2 separate regions of the Mus musculus genome follow, and region 1 is linked to region 2. A link is a contact called in public promoter capture Hi-C data. All regions are on one chromosome and are shown on one strand. The core of a region is the stretch at or near the end of the contact, and the rest is flanking DNA. Distances in the headings are between cores, read along the strand shown. Region 1 holds the start of Nfat5 (nuclear factor of activated T cells 5). Region 2 holds the start of Cdh1 (cadherin 1).

Region 1 (2,700 bases), core at 163-2,662, 690 kb after region 2:
TGGCATCAAAATCCCACACAGAATTAAAAATTATTTTCCAAGATGCGCACCCTGTGCTCAAATTGATATTTTAATAACTCGATTAAAAATTTCCCAAAAGTCTATTAAGAGTCAGGAAACAGTCTGTGGTGGAGGTGAGGATGTGTTTTTGCAACGGAAACTTTTAGCCCCCGAGAACAGAGCAGCCAAAAAAATCTCATTTACATGTTTTCCCTCCATTCTCCCTTAGCACAGTGAAAAAAATGAAAACCCGTGTGGAAGAGTATGTTTGCTTACTTCTCTCCCCCTACCCCACGCACGCGTGTGCATTACACACAAGCCATGTGGACTCACATGATCCCATTTTTAAATTGTCTTTTATTTTCCACTCCGGAGTAAATTCGACCATTCACTATCAGAGACATCATTATACATAAACTTAAACAACAACAACAACAAAAATCAAAGCCAGGCATGGTGGTACTCTTCTGTAATCCCAGCATTCGAAAAGCTGAGTCAGGAGAACTGCCCTAAAATTGAGGCCAGTCTAAATCTACACAGCGAATTGCAGGCCAGCTAGACCTACATAACAAAATCACCTGTCTAAATAAATAAATAAATGCAGTCGCCGTAAATTTGGTGTGGTGGGTAACGTGGGGGGAAAATATTTTCATTAAAAAGAATCAATAGCCGAGCATGGTGACTTCTGACCGGCAGGGGCAAGCACAGCTCTGTGAGTTTGAGGCCAGCCTGATCTACATAGTGAGCTCCAGGCCAGAGTGGGCCAACAGAAATCATCAACAACAAAAAAATCCACGAACAGGAACAACAACAACAAAATCCACAAACAAAACTTGGTAACTCGTGATGGTGGTGGTGGTGGTGAGTATGGCTTGCCCTTTCTTAATTAAAAAGTGAGTCTGATAGCCCCTTGACCAGCTCACTGCAGACACTGCTATGAAAAACCCCGAAGGGCCCGGTTGCTGTCCAAGCTGTGGAACTCCATTCCCCAGTGCTGAGCTCCAGCGAGCGGGCCTCGATCGCTGCAAGTCCCTGGAGGGCTTTTCCCCTCCTGGCTGACATCCAGGTCCCCCAGGGTCTGTGTCCTCCTAAGTACACCACGGAGCAGGGCCGGCCGCCTCAGGCTCGCCGCCACCAGGTCGAGGCAAAAAAAAAAAAAAAAAAAAAAAATCTTTTCCCTTCTCAGGGCCCCAGAAGCCAGGCCGCCTCCCTCCACCCTCCCTGCTGGCTGGCGGGGCCCTTTCCCAGCCCGGGATCAGCAGCGGCCGCAGCAGCGACGGCAGGAAGCGAAGCCCTTGTTGATGCTGTTCCGTGGCGCGCCTGTCCGCCCTCCGCCGGCCGCCAGGCTCTTCCGGGCTCCCGGACCTCCCCCCCTCCGCGCGTGCGCAGTGCCCCACGAGGGGGCGGGGCTCAGATTCCTGTCAGCGGCGCCGGCGGTGGCGGCGGCCGTCAGTGTGCGCTGAGGAGAAGCCCGAAACGGACCCGTTTGGCTCTCCCTCTTCCCCTTTCCCCGGTCCGAAGCTTCTGGTCTCTGGACTCACCGGGAGTCAGTTCTCCACTCCGCAGAGCTGTTCCCTCCACTCCGCCGCCCTTCTCATCGCTCGGCCGGGTGGGAAGTGACTGCCCTCGAGGAGGAGGAGGAGGCAGCGGCTGCCGCCCTCGCCTCACCGCCCCCGGTTCGGTGCCCGCGGATCCCGGAGAGGAGGTGCCGCCGCCACCGCCGCTCCCCCCCTCCCGCTGCCCTCGGGCCGGGCTGGGTCGAGCTGCGATGCCCTCGGACTTCATCTCATTGCTCAGCGCGGACCTAGACCTGGAATCGCCCAAGTCCCTGTACTCGCGAGGTGAGTCAGATGGGGGGGTGGGGGGGTGGGGCGTGGGGGCGGGGAGCGCGAGCGCGCGGAGTCCCGGGCTGGGGTGGGGGGGTCCCCCGTCGGGGCCGGGCTCGGGCGGGCTTGCCCCTCACGAGAGTCCTGGGCTGGCCGCGGAGGGCCAGGGGTGATCCCGGAGCTGCCGAGCGGCGCCCCCCTCCCCAGCGCGGCGCGGCGCGGCGGCGCGGCGGGGGGCTTAGGGTCCGCGCGCCCCCCAGAGTCCTCTGCGGTCCCGGAGGTTCGCAACCTGCCGGTCGGCGGGTCCGGACTCCACCACACTCGGCGGACTGCCGGCCCAGTCCTCCCCCGGCTCGGGAATCACCCCACTGGTCCCGCTGCTGGGGACACCGGGGAGGGGGGGTGGAATCGGGGCGCCGCGGCTCGTGTCCCCCGGACTCTCCTCTTTGGCAAAGTTGCCCCACGCCGGGCTGCGTGGCCCCGAGGGGCTTCGGAGCTCAGGGTCACCATTTTTTTTTTTTTCTCCCTCTGGTCTTGTTTGTGCGCGGTCGTCCTACTCCCCCCCCTTCCCCGGCCTAGTCCACTCCCTCCCCATGTCGGGACGGCCCCCCTCGGCCAGGCGTTCTTCCTTTCCTCGTCATCTTCTTGCCTGGAAAAGGCCCCAATCTTCTTTCTCTCTTTCCACCTCCGTGACATTCTAATTACTTCTCTTTTACAAAGATAGGGATGCCCTCCTTGGAGTACTTGTATTCCTCTCCCTGGAGTACCAGGCTCGGGCACAGTCCTGCCCTTTGAGAAAAATTCTCTTCTGTTGCTGTTCAAGGGCTTCGTGCAGAGAGGAGGCAATGAACAGAAAATCCCATTTAAAACTACT
Region 2 (2,700 bases), core at 191-2,690:
TGGTATTAAACGTCTCAATCTCTGGAACAGGAGAGCTTGAGTTCTGGACTTTCCTCCTTTAACACGTTGACTTGCTACACGATATCAAGTTGTAGGTAAATAACAGATTTGAGTAACATCTCTTCCAGCTCAGATGGGAGAGGGCTGGAGAGATGGCTCAGCGGTTGAGAGCATTGACTGCCTTTCGAAAGGACCGGGTTCAAATCCCAGCACCCCCATGGCATTTCACAACTGGCTGTAATTCTAGTTCCAAGGGACCTGACATCCTCACACCAATACACATAAACAAAATAAATTATTAAAAAATAAAACCCAACAGAACAACTGATGAGGAGGGCTGGAGAGATGGCTCAGTGGTTGAGAGCACTGGCTGCTTCCAAAGGACCCAGGTTCAAATCCCAGCAACCACATGGTAGTTACAGCTGTCTGTAATTCCAGTTCCAGGAGATCTGATACCCTCACATAGACATACACGGAGGGAGAACAATGTAAGTAAAAGATTTAAAATAAAAAGCAACAACAACAAAACAAAACAAAACAAAAAACCTGATGGATGTGGGATGCATAGGATGCTGCTACTTGGGGGTCCCAAGGTCAAAGCCAGTCTGGGTTACCTAGTCCTGAGAACTGAAGTTAAGAGAACAGATTTTAGCCGGGCAGTAAGGTAGTGGGTACCTGTAGCTCCATCCCAGAAGTGAGAAGGCTGAGTTTGAACAATGATGAGTTTAAAGCCATGCTGGGCTACATAGCAAGGCTATGTCTCAAAAGGGAGCCGGTCAGGTGTTAGAAAATTAGATTAGCCTGGTCTGGTACCCCACTTGTGCAATCCCAGCATTCGGGAGACTGAAACAGGAGGATGGCTAAGACTAAGACAATTCCAGGCCCACCTGAGTTGGAAAACAAACAAACAAAAAAGCTACCAAACAAAATAAAACCGTCGGAGAAATAGCTCAGTCAGTAAAGGCCAATGGCGGCAATGCAATCCCAAGACCCTCTTGGTGGAAGAAGAGAATTGACTCTTGAAGGCTGTCGTCTTATCTCCACAATCGGTCTGTGGCACGTGCGTTTGCGAGCACAGGATCGCGCTCTCGCCCGCGCACGCACCCCTCCCCCCATGTTAAAATGTCATTTAAAATCCCTAAGCAAACAAACTCATCCAACCAAAGAAAATAAAAACATAAGAAACAAAACGGAAACCTAGATGATGAATAAAGTCCTTTGTAACTCCATGTCTCCGTGGGTCAGAGCACAGCTAGGCTAGGATTCGAACGACCGTGGAATAGGAAGCTGGGAAGTCTTCTAAGGCCGGCCCCATGCCACCAACTACAGACAGGGGTGGAGGAAGTTGAGGGCCCTGCAGTTCCTTGGCTGCCACCTGCAGGTGCGTCCCCAGCCAATCAGCGGCGCCGGGGGCGGTGCCTGCGGGCTCACCTGGCGGCCGCAGCCTCTGCGCTGCTCACTGGTGTGGGAGCCGCGGCGCACTACTGAGTTCCCAAGAACTTCTGCTAGACTCCTGCCCGGCCTAACCCGGCCCTGCCCGACCGCACCCGAGCTCAGTGTTTGCTCGGCGTCTGCCGGGTCCGCCATGGGAGCCCGGTGCCGCAGCTTTTCCGCGCTCCTGCTCCTGCTGCAGGTATGTGGAGGGTCCTGACTCGTGCCCCATGATCCGCTTCGCTGTGTTTTTCTGCCGGCTGTGGTCCCGCTTCCCTTCTTCCAAGAAAGTTGGGATCCGGAGGGCCAGATCGCCCTGGGCGCTGCGCGGTGCGGGGCTGAGTGCGGTGGAGTGGGAGGGAGGTCCAGGCGGGCGCGGAGTGGTCGCCTCTGGCGCAGGTTCCCAGGTGGGGGCGCGCCACGCTGCCGGCTCCCGGGTCCCCGGGTTGAGCAGGGTCCCTGTTTGAGACAGAGGAGGCGTGGAGCAGGATGGGGGCCTGCCTGTAGAAGGTGGGGTGCTGAAGTAGCGCGGACGATCCGAGATAAGGGAAGGGATTTTAGTATTATAAAAGCACCTGTCCTGTTAGGGAGGGACCGTAGATTGGGGTACCCGAGAGGAGTCTGCGGGTGTGCGTTGAGACCGTTCGCGGTCGAAGGAAAGTGGTGTCCGGAAGAGTCAAGGCGTCTCCAGTGAGATGCAAATGGAGCTAGGAGAGGAAGGTGGACTAGGTTGCCAGGTGGTGGCCCCAGATGTCCCCTCCCCCAAAGGCTTTTGGAGCTTGGCGGCTGGTTTCGGGATGAGCGGATAGCGTCCCTGTGTGCCCTGAGGGGGGTCCTCCCCACTAATCCCGGCGCCCGAGGCGAGGGAAGGGTTACCCTTGGTTTCGGTGTGGGCTGCTGGGAACCCCCTCAAGTCACCAGTTTGCTTACTTTACCTCCATCCCAGGTCTCCTCATGGCTTTGCCAGGAGCTGGAGCCTGAGTCCTGCAGTCCCGGCTTCAGTTCCGAGGTCTACACCTTCCCGGTGCCGGAGAGGCACCTGGAGAGAGGCCATGTCCTGGGCAGAGGTAAGGGAAACTGATGGTGTTACTCGGCCGAGTGGGGTCGGGTAGTGAAGGCGCCAAGAAATCGTGCTACCATGCTGGTAGGGTGGAATGGACAAAACTCTTCCTTGGAATTTACGGCAGATTTGGGAGTCTTATTTATCGATTGTGGTTGATCAAGGTAGATATGTCTGGCTCTGCTATTTATACGGGGCAGAAATGGGCC

What was found. Capture Hi-C pulls out chosen DNA fragments and counts their contacts.
Region 1: a promoter capture Hi-C map of pancreatic islet shows a contact between it and region 2. The contact joins the promoter of Nfat5 here to the promoter of Cdh1 in region 2. A contact is called at or near these places in 1 of 39 promoter capture datasets (stem cell-derived epiblast-like cells), 2 of 115 datasets of contacts at active chromatin or transcription factors (bone marrow-derived macrophages and embryonic stem cells) and 1 of 9 other capture datasets (pancreatic islet).

What each region holds. Positions count from the first base shown.
Region 1 is chr8:107,292,058-107,294,757 of GRCm38.p6, forward strand. Nfat5 (nuclear factor of activated T cells 5) reads left to right here and starts at 1,413. Exons shown (of 15, transcript NM_018823.2): 1 at 1,413-1,841. The coding sequence starts at 1,769.
Region 2 is chr8:106,601,910-106,604,609 of GRCm38.p6, forward strand. Cdh1 (cadherin 1) reads left to right here and starts at 1,441. Exons shown (of 16, transcript NM_009864.3): 1 at 1,441-1,633; 2 at 2,378-2,498. The coding sequence starts at 1,586.